2 separate regions of the Sus scrofa genome follow, and region 1 is linked to region 2. A link is a contact called in public Hi-C data. All regions are on one chromosome and are shown on one strand. Each heading gives the region's core, a stretch centred on a gene start, on an enhancer-like site or on the middle of the called end of the contact. The rest is flanking DNA. Distances are from core to core; before and after follow the strand shown. Region 1 overlaps TTLL5 (tubulin polyglutamylase TTLL5). Region 2 overlaps TTLL5 (tubulin polyglutamylase TTLL5).

Region 1 (6,340 bases), core at 2,859-5,358, 95 kb after region 2:
CCTGATGACAGGATGTTTTCTGGGTGCTGATTGATGAATTATTTCATACACCCTCATCCAACGCATGTTATTCTCCCCATCCTACAGATGGAGGAAACTGAGGCTGAACTGAGTAGTATAACAGGGTCATCCGGAAAGCTTGACAGATACCAGGATTTTGACTTTAAGCTCTATATATGCTAACAAGCTTACAATACCGTGAAGTTAGATGAAATTTTTAAGAACTTTGGGATTCTTTTTGCCCTTTTTGCGAAATATCCCCACGGTATTTAACTGGAAGTCGAACCTATATTTCTTCCTTTTCCTTAATGCGGTATGCCATCAAAGTCCTCCAAAGGAATCATTATAATTTAACTCCAGTTATATTTTGCTGTATCTTTATGGTGTCATGTTCCTTAATTGGTAGCAACTCTCTAGTGATAATCAAGTCTAAAAAAAATAAAGCTGAAAATTACTTCAAGCGCGTGTTAAAAGTAGGCAATACACTGCTCCCTGGTGGCGCCCTACTTTTCTGTATGAAATTTTGGATCAGAATTCCAGGTAAGCCTTAGCTTTGCTTCAACCTCGTCCCAGAGTGTGAGGTTGTAAATAATTTTCTTTTTTAAATCCCTAAGATGAGGAAGCTTCATTAGGAAATGAAGATTCTTACAGGGGCAGTGTTGAAACTTGAAGGGATTCGGATAGTTAGATTTTAGTGATAGAATGAAGATAAAAGGGAATGGAATATCATGACCATGGTAGATTGGGAAGGAAGTTTAAAATGTGAAGTACATATGAGGAAAGGAGAGGGCCGCCAATCAATTGGCTACACTTCTTTCACTGGGTCACTGACTAGGATATGTTTCCAATTTTTAATGAGCAGCTAGAAGCACCAAAACATTAAGAAATTTTCTTTACAATTGTAGTAAAATAACATAGCCGATGTTAGTGGTTACATATTTTCACGTCTAATCATTTGATAGACTGCAAAGCTTGCCAAAGTGACAGGATCCTGATCCTGTGAGAATCCAAGGTGACTGTGTCCTAATTGGAAAGTTATTCCCCTTCCATCCATCTTTCTCATCTGAGAAGAATTTCACTGCCAGTGAGTTAAAATTCCATCAGACTTCTCTTCATAGGGATCTGAACTCACCATTAGATGTCAGTCTTAACTTTTAGAGCCTTGGTAATAGGGTGGTTGGTGCTTGGCACAATTCTGAGGGAGAGGCTGTAGTGTGTAATAAGCGGGGTGGAATAGTGCAAAGAGGGCTGGATCAGCCATCTACGGACCTGCCTTCTCCTACCACTTACTAGCTGTGTGATCTCGGGCAGTTCACTCAGCTTCTGTCAACCTCAGGGTCCATTCACCAGGGTCATGAGGATAGTAGGCAAGAACCTCTTTGGAAAGTCTAAATGCCATTTACTTGGAAAAGATTGTTATTTCAGCCATAAAAGGCTCTCAATAATAAATTGTTTCTAATTTGATTTGAAATCAGTTTTTGGATAAAATATAGTTACCAAAATGAATGCTGTTACTGAAAAACTGAGCAGGTGTTATTTGTGTCATTTCCCTGTGGAGAAAGTAATTCCTTAATTTGGAATTTGGAAAATTCTTTTATTGTTCTTTTTCTAGTAAATAATAACATGTGATAGTGGGTTAATACTGAGACATTAGTTTACTAGCTATTTCCTTTTATTCCTAGCTGTGCTCTAAAGAAAGTGCCTTGGTTCCCTACAAACCGAGCCAAGCGATAAGATGTCTGTGGTTCTGGTGAAAGGCGGCCACCCAGACAGAATGTGGTGCCAGCTCTGCTCCTCTCTCTGACTTAGGGCGTGATTCCTTCAACTCAGCTCCACCAGAAAAAACTTTGTGTCCGGTAGTCACTTTAAATGGTTTTTATTTCCTCTTACTTGTGTATTTTCTTATAATAATGCAGGATAGGGTTGATCAATATTTTCTTCCCCCTTCTCTTTTTTTTTTGATAGGATATATTTATTCATTCTTTTGTTTTATTGTTGGTTAATTATCTTGTTTTATCTTTGCCAATTTCCTAATCTGCTGTCCCCTGTTTTATTTTGTTATTTCTTCCTGTTTCTTGAGTTGGCTGCTTCATTTATTTTCACTCATTTCTTGTTTTTTATTATATTTAAAGCTATGAATTTTCCTCTGAGTATTGCTTTGATTTATATTACATAAACTCTGATATATCTTTGCATTGCTTTTCTGGGCAAGATGTTAGGAGACTTTCTGCTAGATAAGGTTTGCTGATTTTAAATTATTTGTGCTTTTTTTTGGAAGACGAGTATAAAAAATATTGAAATTTGGGGGAATTTCCCCCAAATCACTGATTTTGTTTACGATTTCAACTGTTTAGCCCATTAAAGCTTTTAGTGGCAGTCTCTATAAAACTTTTTTTCAAATGTATTTTTTAATTCATTCATTCAGAAGCATTTTATTACACTCTTAAGAGTGTTCCAGGTCTTGGTACTAAGCCCACAGGGATGATATATGACATAGACCTCAGCATGAAATAACTCACAGGCTGCTAGGTGTGACGGGCACATAAATACAGGATAGTGCGAGCATGGAATATGCCAACCACCAAAGGGATGCCCAGCCCAGCCTGTGGGTGGGGGTGGGAAGAAGGCCAAAGCAGCCTCTTGGAAGAGATGTTATATCTACACTGAGTCTTAAAGGCAGACAGTAGATGGCAGAAGAAGGGTAGGGCAGGCTCCAGAGTAAAAGCTCAAGTGTGTGTATGTGAAGAAGTAGTTAGTGATGATGGAGGATAAGGAGTCGGCTGGGAGCTGCTGGATAGAAGCTGGACGAGAAGATGAGGGCTGATTCAGGGAGAGCCTTGACTGCCCTGAGAAGGGACTGCCTTTTATCTCACAGATGCCAGGGAGCCACAGACACAACTGGGCTGCATCACTCAGGTAGCTGGGAGGAGGATGGGTTGCAAGATGAAGCAGTGGCATCCCCTTTTCCTCCCTGCTCTGTGAAGTTGCTGAGGAACAATGGACTGGCCAAAAGAAAAGAAGCAACTCTGGGAGTTCTTGGGGTGGTGGGAAAAAAAATTTTTTTTTTGGAGTTCCTGAAGTGGCTCAAGGGAAATAAATCCAACTAAGAACCATGAGGTTGTGGGTTTGATCCCTGGCCTCGCTCAGTGGGTTAAGGATCTGGCGTTGCTGTGAGCTGTGGTGTAAGTCACAGACACAGCTTCGATCCCGCGTGGCTATGGTCTGGGAACGTCCATATGCCGCAAGTGTGGCCCTAAAAAGCAAAAAAAAAAAAAAAAAAAAAAAAAAAAAGAAGCAACTCTGACAACCCCAAAATGTGATTATAAAACTTTGAGTTATCCAGAATTTCCATTAGAGGCTAGATTCTTACAAATTTTTATGACTAAAAACAGAACCTCATTTGCTTTTACTATTTCCACTCTGATTTAACTTTATTTATAGCCTAGAACACTTGAGAATATTGAACTTTCTCTGTCACACAAAGTGGTCATCGCGGAAGCATTTGTGCCAGCACGTATGTGCTTGAAATACAGAGATACATGTCCCTCATGTATGATTACTCAAGAAACACCTAACCAGTCTGAGCAGAGAGCAGGTCAAATTTAGTTCTTTCCCTTGGTACATGAGAGGCTGGTTATCTTTAGGGGGCAAGATCTCTGGAAATCAGTGTGTATGTCCCTGGAATCAGAGTCTTCCAGAAGCATCCTTCCTCTGTGGCAGGGAGCGCTGTGGTAGCTGACAGGGGCCGGAGTAGAGCTTGGGTGTGAGGTCTCATTACCTCTGTCTCACCCAGTGCCAGGAGAGGTGTGCTTTACAGCTGTAGCACTGCGCACACACTGAAGTAGCCCTTTGTGGCTGTTGCTGTCAGTGAACAGAGGAATGTGGCGTAGTAGCCCAGCCCTGTGGCGAGGAGGGAGAGGCGGGGAGGCAGAGGGAGGGCTTCCCTCTCTGTGCGGGCCAGTGTGAGATTTCAGGACCCGGCTATCTATCGTTAGGAGCAGCTCCAGCTCTTCCAGCCTGGGAGTTTAATCAAAGGAATAACAGCAGACCACCCAGGCGAGGGCTCCAGTGCTAGTGAATGTGCTGTGTCAGGCTCTGTTCCCCAGCCAGCCAGTGCCCGGGATGTGGCCAGGCCTCCTGGAAATGTGCTGACAGATACATAGGAGGGAGGAGATACTCTGTGCTTCTCGCATTTTTCACTTAGATGGAGAGTTCACTTAGAGTTCCGTTTTTGTTCCTTAACCCTGATGCTTTCCTGCCTGGTCCTAGAGAAGGGCATGTGCTGAGGCAGAGAACGTTTGCTCGCTGGTTCCTCCTTCGCTCTCGCTCATTCCTGTACAAACAATTCCTTAGCATTTCTTCTGCTCCAGCAGTTATCACGGAGATCGTGCTAATTTCTTCGGGTACTACAGGGGACCTTGAGTGAATCTCAATTTCTGAAATCCAATTTGAAGGTGAAACTGGCAGAGAGGAAGTTAAATTTTTGAAATAGTTACAGATGTTCTCTAGGCTTGGAGCCAGTGGCACCCAGTTTATCACAAGCTTGGGCATCTGGCGCCGGAAACTCTCTTCCTGCCTCCTTCACGATTCTGGTCGCATGTGAACTACTGTACATTTGTGTTCTGATTTTGTAGTTGTTTCCGCAGTCTTGCTCCTTTGGTTCTGTATTTTTTTTCTGAGTAGAAGAATTATACTTCTTTAAATCATATATGTTATTTTTTCCGTTTCTAGAAACAGACAGGTAAATAAAAAAAGCAGAAACTCAAGCCAGTGAGACCTTGCCTTGATTTTCTTCTCTGTAAAGTGGGGGGAGTTTCAGTATCAAGATGAAATCTCTTGGATCTCTGTGCCTCCCTGCTCTAGGTCCTGGCTCCAATTGATCCTGTCTCATTCCCTTGTTCTTCTGTGTCTCTTGAGGCTTTAAATCCCCAGTTTTCCTTAGGTCCTTGGTCTCTTGTTCTAAAATAACCTCTCTTTATCTCTTACCATTTTAACCTACTCTCTCTCAGAGGTCACCGATGACCTTGGAAGTGCCAGCTTCAGTCACCTATTTTTAATCCTCACTCTATTTTAACACATGGCACAATTATTGACCACCTCCTACCTGAAAACTCCCCTTAGCCTCTCCAGCCCTTCAGCAATTCCTCTGAGACCTCATCCTCTACTTTCCCCTGAAAAACTAGGTTCCATTTTCAACATTTCTTAAAAGCTACTGGTACATAGATCCCAAATATACAGCCGGAGTCTCTCTGATCAGAAAAGAGGGTTGATGCCTGGGCATTTGCTTCTCCCTGCTTTTCATGGCTTTCCTCCAACATACCTGTGAATTCCAGAGCTCAACCCAACTTTTTTCCTCTCTCTAGTCTCCCCTTGGGTAAACTTTCTCTTCCCACAGCTTCATCTAGTACTGTTCTGCAGATTTCTCCCAAATATGCATCTTTAATTTGAACCTGTTTGCTGAGTGACGTGTCTAAATTGCCAGCTGCTTGCTAGACATTTCCATCCAGCTGTATTACAAGGATCCAAAATATTCAACACATTCCAAACATAGTTCGAAAATATTCAGAAAGTATTCAACGTCTCTAAAACCTTTTTGTTCTTCTCCCTTTTTCCCTCTCCACAATAGTGACACCGAGGTTCTCCTAGGGATTAGGAATGGAGCCTTTGGTTTATCATCATCTCTCTTTGCTTCCCCATTCTCTGTATGTCTGGGCAGTTGCCAGGTTCTTGTTGATTCTGACTCTATAATGTCTCTGATATATATCTCTTCTGTTTCATTCTCCCATCTACTGTCCCGCTTAAGGCCTTAATTATCTCTGGACTGGACAGCTACAATTACCTCCTAAATGGTCTCCTGGCCATTCTCCTCTGTTCATCCTGGTCTTTGCTCTAAAGGATCTCTAAATCACAAGTCTGATAATAATACTCCTTGGCTCAAGAATCTCAAGGGGCTTCTTATTATCTCCAGTATGAAGCCCAAGCTTTCGAATGTTATTCAAAGCCTATATATAGAATCTCTCTCCAGGCTACTTCTCCAGCCCGTCTCCCTCCCATCACACATGTTTTTGTGCAGCTTACCTAAAATTCCTATCAGTCTCCATTCCTTAGTTTATGCTGTTTTCTCATGGGAAGTGTTCCCCAGTCACCACTTCTAACTTTATGTGCTTGTCCAGGCTCAATATAGGTGCCACTTTGCTTTTAAGCATGCCGTTTTACTTGTCACGCTATCTGTCCAGATCGCTATCCCCTTTCGTAGATAGTAAGCTCTTCTGGAGGCATTGTCCTTTGCTGCCTCCAAACCTGACTCATGGGTGACACTCAGTGAATGTGCCCATTCTAC
Region 2 (7,048 bases), core at 2,109-4,608:
TGACCTACACCACAGCTCATGGCAGCTCTGGATCCTGACCCAGTGAGCAAGGCCAGGGATCGAATCCACGTCCTCAAGGTTGCTGGTCAGATTTGTTTCCGCTGAGCCACAGTGGAAACTCCCCCAAGTTAAATTAAAATTATAATAATTTGAAGTTGTATTTCCCATGTTGACAGGATTTTACAGGTAGCAGCATTTTCTTAGACCCTTTCAATTTTTTAAAATAAGTATGTAACTTAGCTGTGCTTGTGTTCTTTTCTCCCGCAACACAAATATGTATGTATGTTCAAAAAGTATGTATGTGTGTGTATATTCTTTGGTTTTATATAAATATATATATAAAATTTCACCAAGTACCTTGCTTTGAAGTTCCTTTTATGTGTAGGTTCCTTATTGGGCATAGCAGTTTAGGAGGTGGTTTGCATCTGTAAAAAGCATGGCCATAATATTTCTGTATTTTAGTAAGTGTACTTTAAAAACATGAAATACCATGGATAAAAGAAGGCTACCTATGTAATTGTAGGTGCTTTGGTACATATTATTGTACTCTGACAACTGTTAGTTTAGAATCATTTTAATTATTTCATATACTCAAAAAATTTTTTATATATAATGATTTTTATTTTATTTTTTTTTCATTATAGCTGATTTACAGTGTTCTGTCAGTTTTCTACTGTACAGCATAGTGACCCAGTTACACATACATGTATAGATTCTTTTTTCTTACATTATCATGCTCCATCAAAAATTTTTGATGTGCTGTGTGACTAGAGTCAGAGGGTGAGAACTAGATTCTAGCTGGTTGAGCCATGACTTCCCTTCACCTCCAGGTGGCAGTGATACCATTTATAAGCCCGGTCATATTTTTAACTAAGATTTCTGAGTTTGAACCTTGGGAAACACCGAAGGCCACTGAATCTCCCTAGTTCTGTTCTCTAGATCCTTGAAAACTAAGCTGGGGCAGGAGGGTAGGGGGGCATTGCTAAAATATTCCTTGGTTTTTAGATAAAGGGCTGAACCAGGTATCTGGGCACAAACTAACTACTAACTACTAAACAGATTTTCATAGGAAAGAAGTTTTCTGTAGTGTTTTTTAAACACCCGTGCTCTCACATTTTGAAGTATAGGGATGAAAGCTGAATATCCATAGTATCTAGGACAAAAAGAAGGTGAAATAGGCCCCTTGCTTCTGCTCAGGTGTATAAGGTGCTGAAGATTTTTCATTTTGTAATTTGAGATGTCCCTGTTTCCCTCTGTGTGCCATGAGCTCCTTCACCCTCCTGCTTCCACTCATCTTCGCCCAGCTTGTTTCCTCTCCCCTTCTTGGGAGCTGATTATGTCCTGCCATCAACTGGGCTTCCTGAATAGGGCAGAGACCTCAAGGTCATGCTGTTTCTCAAGGATATCATAGCAGTATGTTTTGCATATTATTCCAAAGGTACTTCACCCGCAGTATTAATAGCCTCTCTGTTGGTAAAATCTGGCATAGTTTTAAAACCTCAGTGGTTCAGATGCAAAGTGATTCAGATTGCAATACCAATATTTATTATAAAATTTACTACAGACATGCAAGTGCTCTGGCTATTGGCTGTGTGTGGGAAGTCAGAACCCACTGAATTGAGTGACTCTGTTCTCATGCCTCCAGCAGGAACTGAGTATGTGTCCATAATTTTTTTTAGTGGATGCTTTTTCTCAGAATAATTTGGAAAACAGCTTTTTTAAAACTTGGATTAAATTGAACCAAAAAATATGAATTTTCAGGGCTTTGGCTCATTTTACCTAAAAGCATAGGTGAATAATAAAGCTTTACAAGAGGATAATACATTATGACAGGCTATTAGCCAGTCCTGCAAGGGTGCATTGCTCTGTGCAATAACTTCCATGCGCCTAAGTTGCTGTGTCTTAACCGCTGTGTATCTTGGCGTTCCTCTGCTTCTTTTTAATCCGCAGAATCCGCTCGATTGTGTCATTACTCTCAACAATAGTCTACAGCATCTCCAGATCTGCAGTCTCTAGTAACCTTGGGTCACGTGTGTTTTATATGGACATTACTGAAGATAATCAGTTTGGGATGAGATCACTCAAACATTTTACTTTGAGGCTCAACAAGGAAAACCATCATCTTTCCTAAAGAGACAGAACTGGCAGCAGTGTCATTGGTCTCCTTTTTTAGAACCCGTATCATTTCTGTTTGGGGCCTCAGAAGTCATGCTTAGGTGACGGAAAGGTTAAGTTCATTTCATAAGACGGTTCTGTGAAGTAAGAATTTTGTGTAAATTCTTTACCTTCTTAGATTTACTAAAGCAAAAGACCCTAAATGCTTTTTTTCTAGACTAGTAATTTCAGTTGTCCTTGTCTTATTAACATGGGAAGTAGAAAAACTCTCTTCTTCTTATATGTGGACAAAATATTGAGACGTTTTAAAAAATGGTGTCAGTAGTATTTGAGTCCAGTGTTTTGCCCCTTCCTGCTTTTTGACTTTCCTCGTATGTTGTTGTTTGGCACCAGCAGGGGACACTCCGGTTTCCAAAGAGGGGTGCTGTTCTCTACCAAAATGGTGCAGGCTCTTTTTCCTTTCAGAGGTGGAATCCAGAAAGACTTTGTCCTGGATTTTACAGTTTTAGGTGGATCCAGTATGTGGTCTAAACCATTTGTGAAGGCCCTTTTTGAGACAAAGCTAACAGCCAAATTTTCGCTGAAAGAGGAAAAATAAAAAGTTGAAAAAGAAAGTTAAAACAAAATTGAGTTGAAAACCAAATGTGCTGTCAGAGACCCAAAGCTAGGTAGCGCTAGCAACTGGGGTGGGGTGGGGGGGATGAAAGAGCCCATCCAGGGAACTGGGGGAGCTCCACCCACACGGCGGAGGTGGGAGAAGGGGATGCCGAGAAGGCCCGAGGAGGCCCCGGTTGGTCTGGTCGGGGACTGCCTCTCTTTGGCCTCAGCCATATTATTCAGTGGAAACTCAGAAAAGATCCCGAAGCATTTGTAATGCCTCTCCCTTGCTCCCCGCCCCCAGTTCCTTCTTCAGTAGCCTTCCTTGCTAATTAACACTGGCTCCGCAGGGATATTTACCTTTTCTCTGCTGGATTCCTGTGGTTTTGAAAGAATTCAGGTACTTGCCGGTTGCCAAGGAATTCAGATTACCTCACGGGCTGCACACTGTCCAGAATCTGCCACAGCAGCAGGAGGAGGGGAGAGACACCGACAAGGGGGAGAAAACCCTCTCCAGCGCTCATTGTCACCCTCCCTGGCAGGCCCTTGCTGTTTGTGAAGTTTGAGTCATTTCTGGCTCTGAGGACCAGGGGATCAGGCTGGTAATCCCCTCCCAGACGGCTCCGCAGGGCGCTGCCTCGTCACTGCAGCACTTTGGCAGTCTCCCGGCCGCAGCTGGTTGACAGCAGATCAGAGAGCTCTTGGGCCTCTTGTTCTCTTCCATAAGATTTTTCTGGGTCAGGGCAGGATGAAACCCAGTGGCTCCTGGCACGGCTGCCTGAGGCGCTGTCTCTTGATCCTCCAGGCCTTTGTGGCTCTGAATGGCTACACCTGCTGAAAGATAACGTGTCCGCCACAGCCAGGGTCTCCTCAGAGCTGCCCTCCCCTTACTTTGTGTGTTTGCAGTGAATGTTTGTTAGAATAAATGTGTGGTTTAACTATCCTCCATCTAGACTCTCAGGGACTGACTGTGGTCTCGTGTTCATAGAACAAAGGAGAGGTGAAAGGACCCCACTAACTGTGTTTTCCTTCCCGTTTGAGGTCCATGTAGTAGAGCTCCTGAACCAGCAACTCAGGTGTGGTTTCATTTAGTGCCTGTCAGGTACCTACTGTATGTCTAACAGCGAGACCCTTCCTTCACACACACACACACACACACACACACACTCACTCACTCAAGAGTTTTAGACAAATTATTACCATTGTCTTCATTCTCATTGAGAAACATTCGAAAGCAAAAAGAAAATACAGCTTTTGATTTAAGAATTTATTGTCAGAGGAGTTCCTGTTGTGGCTCAGTGGGTTATGAACCCGACTAGTATCCATGAGGATGCGTGTTCAATCCCGGGCCTCGCTCAGTGGGTTAAGGATCTGACGTTGCCATGAGCTGCGGTATAGGTTGCAGATGAGGCTCAGATCCCATGTTACTGTGGCTGTGGGATAGACCTGTAGCTGTAGTTCCTAACTGACCCCTAGCCTGGGAACCTCCATGTGCCATGGGTGTGGCCCTAAAAAGCAAAATAAAAAGAATTTATTGTCTATTAGAATAAAGATAATCTAATATGTTTTAGTGTGTACCAAAAAAAAAAAAAAAATGGACGTATAGTTCTCTACTCATCAGTAGGTTGTGAAATAGTACCCAGAGTTTCTGATTTGGCAAAAAAAGTAGAGTTCCCCCCCACCTTTTTTTTCTTTCTCTCTCTTGCTCCCTCTCCCTGCCCCCCCCCCCCTTTTTAGGCTTAAAGGTCAAGGCTATGAAATTCTGTCTTGAGAGCTTTTCCTAAAGCTTGATTTCATTAAGGAGGTGGTTCAAGACTCAATTCCTCATGTAAATTTCAGTATGTGTGTTAGGAGAAGTATTTGCAAACTTGGTCCTAGGCTAGCTAGTAGAGAATTACCACTTTTAGGTTGTTTCTAATAAAAGAATTGTGTTGATGCTTTCAGACCTAACTAGGATGAAATATGAAATGTGAAGATCTAAATCACAAATCGCAAACCTCAGTGTTCACAAGGACATTGACTAAACAGCTGGCTAGGTGGAGACTGGAGAACCAGAGCTCACATGTACCATCTAAAGGGCATTTACTATTCAGTGGCAACAAGTCTGTGATGCATGGTGGTGCTGTGATCTGAATGTGACCTCCCAGGTTTACATATTAAAATCCTAACTCTCAAGGTGGTGTTATTTGAAGGTGGGAGTTGTTTTTTTTTTGTTGTTGTTGTTGTTGCTATTTCTTGGGCCGCTCCTGCGGCATATGGAGGTTCCCAGGCTAGGGGTCCAATCGGAGCTGTAGCCACCGGCCTATGCCAGAGCCACAGCAACGAGGGATCCGAGCCGTGTCTGCAACCTACACCACAGCTCACGGCAACGCCGGATCGTTAACCCACTGAGCAAGGGCAGGGATTGAACCCGCAACCTCATGGTTCCTAGTCGGATTCGTTAACCACTGCGCCATGACGGGAACTCCCTGAAGGTGGGCGTTTTGAGAGGTAATTAGGTCATGAGGGTGGAGCCCTCGTGAATGATTAGTGCCCTTTTATAAAAGAGCCCTGGAGAAATTTCTCACCCTTTCTGCCCTGTGAGGGCACAGTAAGAAGGTGCTGTCTATCTGCCTGCATCTTAGTCTTGGACCTCAAGCCTCCAGAACTATGAGAACTAAATTCCTGTTGTTTATAAACTACATAGTTTATAGTATTTTGTTATAGCAGCCCAAATGGACTAAGATAGGTAGTATTGCCAGATCTTCTGGTTTTTTAAGGCTGAAAAATCTAGATTTTTATTGAGAAACTTACTTTTGTTTTTAAACGTTTAATTTTGAAACCATTTCAAAGTTAAAGAAAACCTGTAAAAATAGTATTTTGTCTAGAGACACATTCAAATTCGACCAACTGTCCTGATAGTGTTCTTTATAGCAGAAGGATCCAAATCCAGGGTCACATGTTATATTTAGTTGCCGAGTCTCTTTAGTCTCTTTGCTCTGAAACATTAACTCAGTCTTTCCTTGACTTTTATGACTTCATTATTATTATTTTTTTCTTTTTTTATGGCTGCACCCGAGGCATATGGAAGTTCCCAGGCTAGAGATCGAATTGGAGCTACAGCTTCAGGCCTATGCCACAGCCACAGCAACGCGGGATCCGAGCTGTAAGTGTGACCACAGCTCATGGCGATGCGGATCCGTAACACACTGAGTGGGGCAAAGGATCGAACCGTCATCCTCATGGATGCTAGTTGGGTTCGTTTCCCCTGAGCCACAGTGGAACTCTATGACTTCAGCAGTTTTGAAGATTTAGGGTAGTCATTTTGTAGAATGGCCCTCAATTTGGGTTTGTCTGATTTTTTTTCATAATGAGATTCACAGTAAATATTTTTGCCTAGGATGTTACGGAAGCGATGCTGTGTTCTCATTGCCTGATTTCGAATGGCACATAACTGTTTAGTGGTGTTTGACCGCTTGATTAAGAGGATATCTGCTTTAAAAATTTGGTTGTGATGATTGTTGTACACTTGTAAATGTAATAAAATTCATTAAGTAATTAAACAAAGAGAAAAAAAATGAAGGTTAAATTAAGACTTTCCCAAATAAAAATAAAACAGAATTTGTTTCTAGTAGATCCATCTTATAAGAAATACTGAAAATAGTTCTTCAGGCTGAAAGCAAGTAACCCCAGAATTTAATTTAAATCTACATAAAAAAACAAAATTAATAAAGATAATTTATATAATTTTAAAAAACGAGGATATCTGCCAGATTTCTCCACTGCAAAGTTACTTTGTTGTCCCCTCTGCAATTAATATCTTATGAAGAGATACTTTGAGACCTTGCAAAATCTCACCCTTCATCATTTTCACCCAGTAATTTTAGTATGTATTGACCTTTCTTGCCTGGATGAATTATTTCCATGGTGGTGATTTTCTAATCCACCATCAGATGATGATTTTCTAGTCCTATCATTCCTTTTTAGTATTTGGCATTTTACTCCCAGGAGTTTTCTTTCCATCTTGTTTATTTATTTATATCCACCAATGTGGACTTAAGGATTCTTGTGTTATGTAATGGGTTATAATCCTTTACTGTAATGATTTACTTCGATGCCCAAATTGTCCCAGATTTGGCCAATGGCAGCCCCTTTAAGCTGGCTTTTGTGTCCTTTTGACTTGTCCCCTTATTCTTTGAGCACAGGAAATTTCAGGTTCATCTTCTTTTCTGCCCCAGCCCTGAATCAGCCCTTTTCTCCAAGGAGCAGTGGTTGCTTATAATGGAAGATACTATTGAGAAATCGAGATCTAGTGCTAGAAACAGTCAGTGTTCTGGGGTGTCTCTGTTCTCAGGTC

What was found. Hi-C and Micro-C count contacts between places; a contact is called where the count stands out from the background.
Region 1: a contact with region 2 is called in a Hi-C map of heart right ventricle, with 2.2 times the contacts expected there. The contact joins two enhancer-like sites. A contact is called at or near these places in 4 of 47 Hi-C or Micro-C datasets (embryonic fibroblasts, epiblast stem cells and heart right ventricle).

Annotation. Positions count from the first base shown.
Region 1 is chr7:98,955,638-98,961,977 of Sscrofa11.1, forward strand. All of the region lies in intron 27 of TTLL5 (tubulin polyglutamylase TTLL5), which reads left to right. Among named protein-coding and RNA genes, the nearest start is that of TTLL5, 140 kb to the left of the region's middle. Within about 2 kb of position 4,109, at least 18 of the 83 cell types and tissues checked have an H3K27ac peak or open chromatin away from gene starts, as enhancers often do.
Region 2 is chr7:98,861,648-98,868,695 of Sscrofa11.1, forward strand. All of the region lies in intron 9 of TTLL5 (tubulin polyglutamylase TTLL5), which reads left to right. Among named protein-coding and RNA genes, the nearest start is that of TTLL5, 43 kb to the left of the region's middle. Within about 2 kb of position 3,359, at least 59 of the 83 cell types and tissues checked have an H3K27ac peak or open chromatin away from gene starts, as enhancers often do.